Regions from separate parts of the Lactuca sativa genome. Here region 1 is linked to region 2. Evidence: chromatin contacts called from public Hi-C data. All regions are on one chromosome and are shown on one strand. The core of a region is the stretch at or near the end of the contact, and the rest is flanking DNA. Distances in the headings are between cores, read along the strand shown. Region 1 holds the start of LOC111912897 (DEAD-box ATP-dependent RNA helicase 8). Region 2 holds the start of LOC111902693 (acyl-CoA hydrolase 2).

The links. Hi-C and Micro-C count contacts between places; a contact is called where the count stands out from the background.
Region 1: a contact with region 2 is called in a Hi-C map of seed, with 4 times the contacts expected there. The contact joins the promoter of LOC111912897 here to the promoter of LOC111902693 in region 2. A contact is called at or near these places in 4 of 4 Hi-C or Micro-C datasets (bud, leaf and seed).

What each region holds. Positions count from the first base shown.
Region 1 is chr7:6,103,477-6,109,011 of Lsat_Salinas_v11, reverse strand. LOC111912897 (DEAD-box ATP-dependent RNA helicase 8) reads right to left here and starts at 2,428. Exons shown (of 12, transcript XR_002857370.2): 1 at 1,731-2,428; 2 at 1,562-1,622; 3 at 1,226-1,460; 4 at 897-1,135; 5 at 431-682; 6 at 174-354.
Region 2 is chr7:5,860,794-5,866,319 of Lsat_Salinas_v11, reverse strand. It overlaps LOC111902693 (acyl-CoA hydrolase 2), which reads left to right and starts at 4,017. Exons shown (of 17, transcript XM_023898515.3): 1 at 4,017-4,175; 2 at 4,284-4,376; 3 at 5,312-5,379. The coding sequence starts at 4,157.

The DNA of each region.
Region 1 (5,535 bases), core at 1,179-3,678, 240 kb before region 2:
TTTTTGAAACTACAGCTAAGCAGATTTTTCAGCGTATAATGTTGTAATAAGAATAAAAAAATGCTATCATAACGTAAATGTTTAAAAGCAAGACATGTATGAAAGTAGGTTGGTATTTCTTGTGGTAGCTATTATATTATGTAAAGTAGAAAAAAAGGAAGCAATATATATACCAGTACAGACAAGATTCCTGCAAGCACCATTACGAAAATCATGAAAAACTCGATTACGATGATCTTGAAGCATCTTTGCATGAATGTAGAAACAAGAGTAACCAAGCTCAGTTATTTTCTTCGCCAGTAGTTCAACCCGATTTACCGAGTTGCAGAAAATTATTGATTGGTTGATTTGAAGCTGTAATTAAATAAAGTCAAAAATTCCAACTCACAGCTTTACAGTAATAAATAAATAAAACAAATTCAGATGAAACCTTTGAGAAAAGAGTATTGAGGCAATGAACTTTCTGCCTTTCTTCAACAAAAGCATAGAACTGTGTTATTCCCTTGAGGGTAAGTTCGTCCATGAGGTTGATAACATAAGATTTTGGAAGGTATCTATCTTTGAAATCCTTCACTGTCACAGGAAAAGTTGCTGAAAACATTAAAATTTGACGGTTTGTAGGCATGAAGTGGATTAGTTGCTCTACTGAAGGCTGGAACTCAGGTGACAAAAGCTTATCAGCCTGGGAACAAAAAGTAAACCACTGATTAATATCTCATGTTGGGTTAACAAAAAAAAAAGTGAGTAATGAGTCGCACAAAAAACTTCAAAAATCAAGATCATGCCTAAACAGAACTATCTTTGTTTTGTTATCATACATGAAAACCTGAAATAATATGTACACTATATGAAATCATGTAATTAGAGAGCATTAGATACAGAGTAAATAGCTGTACCTCATCCATGACAAGCATTGCACAATCTTTCAACACGCAGATTCCCTTCTTTGAAAGATCTAATATTCTTCCAGGAGTACCAACAAGTAAATGAACAGGCTGATACAATCGCATGATGTCATCTTTTAAGCTGGTTCCACCAGTAGTAACCATGACCTGAATGTTTAGGTGTTTTCCAAGTTCTTTGCAGACTTGAGATGTTTGAAGAGCCAATTCTCTAGTTGGAACAAGTATAACCACTGCACATATGGGAAACTTCAGAGAAAACACTAAAAAGATTTTGATATTAAAAACCAAAAAAAAAAAAAAAAAAAGTTTAAATTTAGAACCTTGAATAACATTGCTCTCTTGATCAATTTTTTCTAAAGCAGGAATGCAGAAGGCAGCAGTTTTCCCTGTTCCATTTTTAGCTCTTGCAAGAATATCACTTCCTGTGAGGGCAATTGGGATGCTTTCTTCTTGAATTGGAGATGGCCTTTCAAAACCCTTCTCATATATCCCCATAAGCAACTCACGCTTGAGAAAGTAATCTTCAAATTCATTTCCTTTGGTCGCTGTCACATCCTGAAATGGTACAAAATTAGAAACAAAGTTCAAGTAAAACAGTCACATGTAACGCATCCAAAATTAAACTCATAAGCACATAGATAACATCACAAGCATACTTCTGTTCTGTATCGAGTGTCAGCTGGTGGAAGCCTCAATTGTGCCTTCCAATCTTGACCACTGCAAGAAGAAACACGATTAGACTTAGAAAAGCATAATGGAACAACTAAGCAAGGCATACTTATAGAAATCTAAACATAATTTTTGAGAATGAAACCATAATTGTACCTAGGGTCAGCAGCTTCGGACTGTATAGTCTTTTCCACTTCGTCAACCACACTCGAATCATTTCCCACAGGGTTTCTTCTCAGCCATTGTTGTTGTTGCTGCTGCTGCTGCTGCTGTTGAAACTGCTGGTGGTGCGCTGGATTCCTTTGAGCATACTGTTGCTGGAAATTAGGATTAGGGTTTCCATGATAATTCCCACCACCACCACGCCCAATTCCCGGCGGATACCTTCCCCCACCTCCTCGTGCGTAGTTGTTATTCATTTCCAACTCTACCGAAGAATCTCCACAACCCTAACTAAAAACTAATCAATCAACTAGCCGCCGATCTAAAAGCCTAAAATTCTCAATCGATAGGAAAATAAACAAAAAATATACACAACAATAGCTTGAAATTTCAGGATGGATCACAAGCAAAGAGGAGAGAATTGAGGGGTTTTGGTTTTGGTAACAAATTAGAAGCAAAATCGTTGGCGTAAAAAAATATAAGCCAATGTTTTGCGATTTGGGATTGGAGAACAGTTTTGGCAAAGCAATTACGAGTAACGATCTGAAGAACTCAAATGGAGAAAGTTAGCATTTTGACCTAAAGTCTAAGTGGGACAAAAACTTGTAAACGGGATAGAGAGAGAACACTGATCGGTTTTTGATGGGAACAGAAATGGCGATACGACCTTTCTATTTAGGGCTCAAATGGAATCCATTTTCTAATATAATAATTTATATTTTATGATTGGGTTATAGTCATAGATGATATTTCTCCTCTTTTTAATGGATAAAACGTAGGTTTTTTGTTTCGCAATCAACAAATAACTCTTATCCAAACAACTTTCAAAAAAAACAAAAACAAAGACCTTACATAATATTATATAGGAAACGAATATAAAGGATATAGTTATAAATAAAATACAATAATGTATTATACAATAAAATAGTTTTAAGCAAGAAATAGAAAATTCAAATAAAAAAGTTCACATGGAAGCCATGAAAGCAAAATATATAATTTTAATCTAAAACGGTTCGTCAAAACTAGATAATAGTTGAAAGTTACAAATTAAAAGCCGATAACACGTAGATGGAAGTTGATAATATATGACTAAAAGTAAAATTCTTAAAAAATACAATAAAAACTAAAAGTTCTATCTCGGTCACTTATTTTCAAACAAAGAGAGTGGTGTATTGTGACAATAAAAAAGGTAGACAACATGCCCTAACAATATCATGAATATGTGGTGTGCCGGTGGCATTAAGTCAGGCATGACTACACCACGCCTTTATGTGGTTGTGTGTGAAAAACCATAAATTCGTCAACAAAAACCCGTGAGCTTTTCTCTTTTCCAAAAAAAAACTTTTACATGTTAATTTTTTAAATTAGATGTTTTTCCTTTACTTTTAACCATCTTTTATATATATATATATATATATATATATATATATATATATATATATATATATATATATATATATATATATATATATATATATATATATATATATATATAATCACACTCTCAACAATGGATCCAAAAATCCATTTAACACATCTCCATCATCCATCTACTATAACACGCCTCATGGTCCAAAGTCCAAAAATAACGTTTGTCGATAATATATTTCATCTCGATACTCCATCATATTTCCCATAATTTGAATCACCCCCATGATACCAACTTATCGGGTGGCACCGATCATACTTTTCGTCTCATACACTATATCCATGAAACGTATTTTAAGTATCTCAACCCCAAACCCAACCCCAAGGAATCAACGATGAAGAGGGCATACTCGAAACCCAAACTTGTAACATTATGAGGTTTTGCAGGTATTTCTGAATCATCTCTTCTATTATTATTATTTGTCATTTGTAGTCCCTAGGGCTAGATGAGTCGATCCATAAGAAGCGTAAGGGCTAAAGTTGCAACTTTCAGAACAAGGTTAGTACGCCAAGCGTACATAAGGTACGTTGAGCGTACTAGGCGCACCTTAGTACGCTGGCGTACACTTATGTATGCTAAGCGTACTCACGTCAGGAGGAACCCTAATATTTAAGGTTTAAGTGCTATATAAACATCCTTATAAGCTTATAACCCCCCCTTACCTCATCCTCCACAGTTTAGAGTCGTTTTCCCCAAACCCTAATCCTTTCCTTGAGTGTGTGAGCTTATAGAGGGTGTTTTAAGTGGTTGGAGAAGAAGGTGTTGCATCAAGAAGTTGGGGAAGGAGAACAAGCTTGTAGATATGAAGTTGTTTGGTGCCCTAGAAGCTCCAGAAGGTAAAAAGCTTCAAACTTTATGCTTGTATGATATAGATCTTGCCATTCTAGCTTGATGGAACCATTTATTGTCCCAAAAGTCCCAAGTTGGTGCATGATATGATTTGGACGAGATGAGTTGTCATTTCAGACCCTTAAAGAGGTCCTAAGTGATAAAAATGATGTCCCAATAACTAAATGTGTCTCATGCATGGAGTAGGAAGGTCTTAATGGATTAAGACCATGTGTTAAGAACTTTTTTGGACATCCAAAATGTTAAAGTTCGAGACTTTCTGATTCTTAGGCATATTTGGTCAGTGGATCTGAAGTTTGGACTTAAGTGCTTAAGCCGTTAAGAATTTATTAGGGTTCTAGCAAAACCCCATATACGTCCCGCATAAATTATGTATGCCCAGCATACTGGGTCAACCACTCCGATGGTGGTCAACGTCAAGCAAGAGTACGCCCAGCGTACCAGGGGAGTACGCCCCACGTACGTCCTCTGTTAGGCTTTTAACATGTAACACCCCGTTCTTTAAGTGTGTGACTATGAGTCCGTGAAGTTTAAGAGAAAGGTAGTTCTGGTCCTTTTCGAGAAATGAGTTTCATCCGAGAAGGTTTCGGGCTGGCGTATGTGTTAGAAGCATTGGGTTTCTTGTCACCCCGTATGAATGTAAACTATTTGGGAGTGGGTTTAGATTAGAGGAGTTGCGGTGTTCGTAGATGATTATTGTTTATAGCTCGTTGTGGTATAAGTGGAAGACGGGTCCCATGCATGCATGGCATGCATGAGTTTTAGAGTCTGGCTGGGTACACCTAGCGTAAGCTGGACGTACGCCCAGCGTAATGGGAGGATGATATGCGCGTTGGCCGGGTTAGTACTCCCCGCGTACCAGGGAGGTACGCCCCGCGTACTCACAGGAATCCCAAACCCTATTTTTAGGGCCAACCACTATATAAGGAATAAGATGGTTCACCCCTCAGCCTCCTTACACTCATCTTCAACCTCAGAGAAACCCTAATCTCGTATTCCCTCCATATTTGAGTGTGTTTGACCTTGAGAAGCTTGTATTGGCAAAAGAAGGGCTTGAAGGAGAAAAGGGAAGTTGTCAAAGAAGAAGAAGAACGTGTGGAACTTGTGGATCTGAAGAAATACCATCCTCTGGAGCTTGTTTGAGGTATAAAGCTTCTTGCTTGACCTTCATATTGTATAGATCTATGTATTTTGAAGCTTTGCCCCAATCTTGTCCCAAAAGTCCTCAACTTGTTGCATAGTCCAATTTGGTCAAGTGTAGTTGTCCTTTCAGACCTTTGGAGAAGTCTTGAGTGATAAAAATGAGGTCCCAAGGGCTGTAGTTATTCCATGTATGAGTTATGTGGGTCTTAATGGATTAAGACCTTGGATTAAGAGCTTAAGGACGTCCCAAGTGATAAAGTCTGAGACTTTATGATTTCTAATCATATTTGGCCTATGGATCTAAAGTTTGGGCTTAAGGGCTCAAGCCATTAAGCTGTAAGAAGGACTTAATAGAATTCGCAGTTACGCCCCGCGTAA
Region 2 (5,526 bases), core at 2,768-5,267:
GTTTCGAGGCTAAGCATTGATGCGATGATGTAATAGTCTAGGTCAACCGTTGTAACCTATTTTAAAGTAATAAAGATGAATTACTTGAATATTATGTGAATTATGTGCTTTTATGTGGTTATATACTTGTTTGTAAAGATATAATAAAAATAAGCGTCAAAAATAAAACGTTAGATAATCCCGATATCTACGAATAAAGTTGTAGTGGTCGTGACAAGGATTCCGGACATATAAAGAACGCCGAAATCCGAGTTATAACGAAGAAGTTATGACATGTTGAAGTTTTGTGACAAAACCGGCACGACACTGTGTGAAGTAAAAAGTGAGTTTACGGTAAAGTACTTTTTAGCCTTAGTGATCTAAACGAAAGTTATAGAGTACGGTCCCACCTACGCGTGGATATAAAAAACGTTGAAAACGGAGGTCGTATACGAAAGTTACGAATTTTAGAAGTCGGAGGTGTAAATTGCGAAGCTGGATGCGAGGCCACTCCCCGCGTAGACCTTCGGACGCCTCACGTACGAGTACGCCCCATGTTGACCGAAGTACGATCAACGGTCTCTTTTCTTCTACGATCTGAATCATGCCACGTCGCCCCACCGAAATTACGACACCTGCCTCTACGCGCAGCGTACCACCGAGGGTACGCTCAATGTAATGCGGGTGCGAGAGCTACCGGATTTCTAGCCACCCTAAACCACCCCAAAGCAAGAAACCTCCCTAGCACTAGAAGAAAGCACCAGAGCGCCCGAAAGCTCCGAGAAAAAGAGCTTTTCGGTTTAGAAACTCTGCCCCCGCAAAGCCCGGTTTTCAAGCAAACCTCCTAGTTTCGTCAAAGAATATCATTTTAGGAAGCGAAGTGATGTCTGAATCACCACCTTATCAAGTGAGTGTATAGTCACTTTCATCTTACACATAAATATGAAATATTTTATATAAATTACGTGATATATATTATTTGTTTACTTGAGATCTATGTTGGATTAAAGATCTAAACCTCTTTATTTTTAGATCTGAACTTTTTCTTTCAGATCTAAACTTTTCTTCCAGATCGGAACCTCTCCCTTCAGATCTATACTTTCTCACTTCAGATCTAAACTTTTTCTTTCATATCCGAACTTTTTCCTTCAGATCTAGACTTTCTCACTTCAAATCTAAACTTTTCAGACCTAAACTATATATATATATATATATATATATATATATATATATATATGTGTGTGTGTGTGTGTGTATATATGTATGTATTTTATACTTGAGATCTATGTTGTATGAAAGATTTAAACTTCCTTTTCATATCTGAACTGTATATGTGTTTTATATATACAAATATGTTGGGTAAAATATAGGTAGATGTAATAGGTGGTGTGTGATGAAATAAAATGATGAGAGACCTCAGTTTGATGATGATCCAATCATCTAGCGGAGTATGGATGACGACTACGAACTTTTCTAAACAGTCCAGTGGAACGCTAGCATGCTCGCAACATGTAGGTGTTTATTTGAACTACGTGCTCACCAGTTGTACCCCATCCCCCTCATGGTTTCCATATTTGACATAAATTGCTCAGGAATCCCCTAAGCAGTGTTGTCACCCCCAATGAAATTCCTTAGGCTAGGTCCCATTTTATTAGATGCTTTAGGGACGTAAAGTGAGGATAACCCTATATGCTCACCAGGCTCCCCTGCCTGACCCACTTAGTTTCTTGTATTATAGGTAGTGACTCAAGGGCATAGATGCGATGATCAGATGAGTGATTATAGATTATAGGCCAATAGAAATAAATAGAAATGTTGTAAGGCCTATGTTGTTTTTGGTTTATGCTTTTGATTTGTATTGACGATGACATATCGGGTTTTGTAATGTAATGAAAATACATTTCTTCGGAAATGTTTTGATAAATACTTATCTATATTTTTGGGAACAAATTCCGCAACACTTTCTGTAAAAAAAAGTTACTTTGATTTTATTATAAAGCATAAACAAAATCGTTCTTTTTTGGCCGTGAAAATGGGGATGTCACAGTTGGTATCAAAGCATTAGTTTAAGCGAACTATAAATTTGTATGATTTCTAGACTTAAACTTACAATGCTAAGCGATGATCGTGAGATGAGTGTCTACCATATTCTAGGCACAAGCACTAGTTTATTTAGGAAATATGCCTAAAATGTTTTTATATGCTAAATGCTATTATTTGTTTAGATCTATGATCTGTTGTCGACCGGATCTAGAAACCTTATGTGTTTAGGATTCTAAATGTACGACTACGATATTAGAACTAGCATGTAACGATTCGGAGTGATAAGGAGAATTTAAGCGTCTATCGTAAATAAATATCTAAATTCACCTAATCTGGTGTATATATCGAAATAGCAAGAACCCGAAGCAGAGCTGGAAACGTGAATGAAAACAGGAATCAATAGCCTCGTCCCCAAGGGATTGAGCAAGTGCCGATAGTAGAAGCTTCACCTGAGCCGGTCACAATGGCTGGAGTACAAGCCATGATTCTAGCTATAATGGCTGAGCAGAGGGAAAAATGAGGCAACTGTTGCTGAATAATAGGGATGAACCTTCGATGCCCGTTGAACAGCCAGAACTGAATGATGGCCAATCAGAGGAGGGAAACTATAGCAGGACCGTTGGTCAAGCTGAACCGCCGGTGATAAGGAGAAACAACCAAGAGGACGGAGTCGAGAGAAACGGATGTAAGTATAAGGACTTTACGACTTGCAAGCCATCAACTTTCACTGGGAAAGAAGATCCAATTAGAGTTATGGACTGGATATCGGAAATGGAATTGGCCTTCATAACATGTGGTTGCAAAGGCAAGCTACAAACCACATTTGCAGTGCCTCAATTCAGAGGTGGTGTTGTTCGCTGGTGGAACACTATGGGGAAAACCATAAGCCCCAATAAGCCTCTGCAACTGACTTGGGCAGAGTTTTTGGTGCACTTCAAGCGTAAGTATTACCCGGCCCAAAATCTGCTTGAGCTAGAGAACCAATTCCTGACATTGAAAAAGGGAAGTATGTCTATTGGTGAATACACCAATGCCTTCACTGACAAAATGGAGTTTGCTTTGCGCATCGTTCTAGACGAGCTGACAAAAGTTGATAAGTATGCAATGGGACTTCCATGGGAGTACGTTGTGTCAGTCCGCCAGGCACCTACTCTGGAGGCAGCTCTCTGGGCTGCCAGGTTTGTTGAGGAAATGATCAAGGGGAGAGCCGCCAACAAGGTTGAGGCTGGCGAAAAGAGAAAGTTTGAGGGATCTGCAAGGTTCAACAAGAAGAACAAGTTTGGATTAAGGAAGTATGGAGGAGGAAACGAAACAAAGTGGTGGGAGAAGTGTAAAAAGAAACACTTCGGGAAATGTATCGAAGAGGTGACCTGCTATACGTGTGGGAAGACAAGGCATTACGCCAACGAGTGCACCGCCAGCAAAAGGGTGTGCTATGGGTGTCACGAGGAAGGGCACATTTCGAAAGACTGCCCGAAGAAGAAGGAGGCAACAACGCCCAATTTCCCACGGAAACCAAAGGCGAAAGCATTGCAGATGACCCTGGAAGCCGCAAAGGATGCAACAGATGTCGCTTCAGGTACCCTTTTTGTAAATGAATTTTTGGGAATGATATCATTATTTTCATATTATGATTTGAAATTATCAATAAATGTTTTTTTTAATCTAGTAATAATAATAATCAAAAGAACAGTCAATTTTTAGGAATGATATCATTATTTTCATAGAGAACTGATCCGTACATAACAATTTTTTTTTATACACAGTAATTGGTTTAAAATATTGTATTGTACAACTATATAATGTATGAATTGTTGTGTATAGAAAAAATTGTTATGTAGGAATGACTACTTATTCTCATATTTCATATTTAATAGGAACGAAGAATATAATTTAGCATTTTACTTTGTAACAGATGTTCCATATTTCCGTATGGGTCCGTTTAGATCAATTATTGAAAGAAAAAGAAGTGGAAAAGAGAAAACACGTGATTAAATTAAATGGACGCTAATAAATTATAGTCGCCTTGCCGTTGCCTTGGAGGCTCGGAGCATCTCTCTTTATCTGCCGTCTAGATACGACTGGAAAAACAGTTTTTTCCCGAATTATTGTAAAGTTGTGGTCAAAGTTCAACATGTACACTACAGAAGCAGGTAACCTGAATTCGTTATCAATAGTCGCTAATCTCTTGCAGTTTCAATGTGTATTGATGTGACAGATGATTGTTTTTGTTGGTGTATATGGTTGAAATTAATGAGCAGTGATCGAGTTTTTGGGTTGTGTGCCGTTGCTTCAGAGGCTCCCGAGCTTGTCTCTCCGGAAAATCGCACAAGTTGTTACTGTTAAACACTACGGTAATAAGTTGGTTCTATTTTGATTGTCGACTGATATAATTTTGGTGAATTTGATGTTTTGATGATCAGTTTACTTGGTAGAAAAGTAGGGTTTTGAATATTACAGTAATAAATTAGTTCTATATAGACTGATACCGGTTGATGTTTTGATGATCGGTAATTTGATAGAAAAGTAGTGTTTTGAGTTGTTTTAGATTTCAGATTTATGCCTATTATTGTTAGATTTCAAGTAATAATTTATTTCTGTTATGGATGGATTGAATAATGTAATTGTGCAAATCTAAGGTTGATTCGTCAAGTACTATATCATATTACCTCCAATCCATTAGTAGCATTGAAAGTTTGATATGTGTGATGTACCATGAAGACTGGAAAATTGTACAGATGAAATGACCCATTTATGAGTTTGCACCATTTCAAATGGATTATGCTGGTGATATTACAGTCTTCAGTTTTGTCATTGATTGGATATTTGGGGAATAGTAAAACACTATGCTTAGGCTATGTGCCAGTTACCAAGTAAATATTTGCAATTATATGGGACTGAGAGTAATAGTTTAATTTAGTGTGGCTTGGCTTCATCAGAATTTTAGGAATGTTGAAAAGTGTTAAGAAAGCATAAAATTTGGAATACTTAGGTTGTATGGAAAGGAAGCTAAATAATTCTGGGGTATCGTTGGTCAATTTACATAACTATCAGGAGAAAGCATACAATAAAATTTGGAATATCTTATTGATTCAGTAAAATTTGTTAGCAAATATGTTATTGTTGCTGCATAGAGTATAAATATACAGGAGTACGCTTTCAGTATTATCGTAAAATGATTTACTTAAAAGTCTTAGACTAGTTTAATTATGAAATTAGGGTTGTTTTTGTGCCCCTCAAAATGAAAGATGTTTATTGACTTAAATAGTTGTAATGTTTCCTTTTCAAGAACCACATGAGTATGTTGTTCGTGAAGGAGAGGCTGGGAATGGAATCTACTTCATATGGGAAGGCGAGGTAATGTTTTCCATGTGATTCAATAATACGGAATGATGAGTAAACTGCCTCGTATAGCAATGTACTTTGCTCTTGCTCTACCAATATGAGCAATGTACTTTATTTTTTACCCATAGTAGCAACATACTTACTTTTCTAATCGATAAT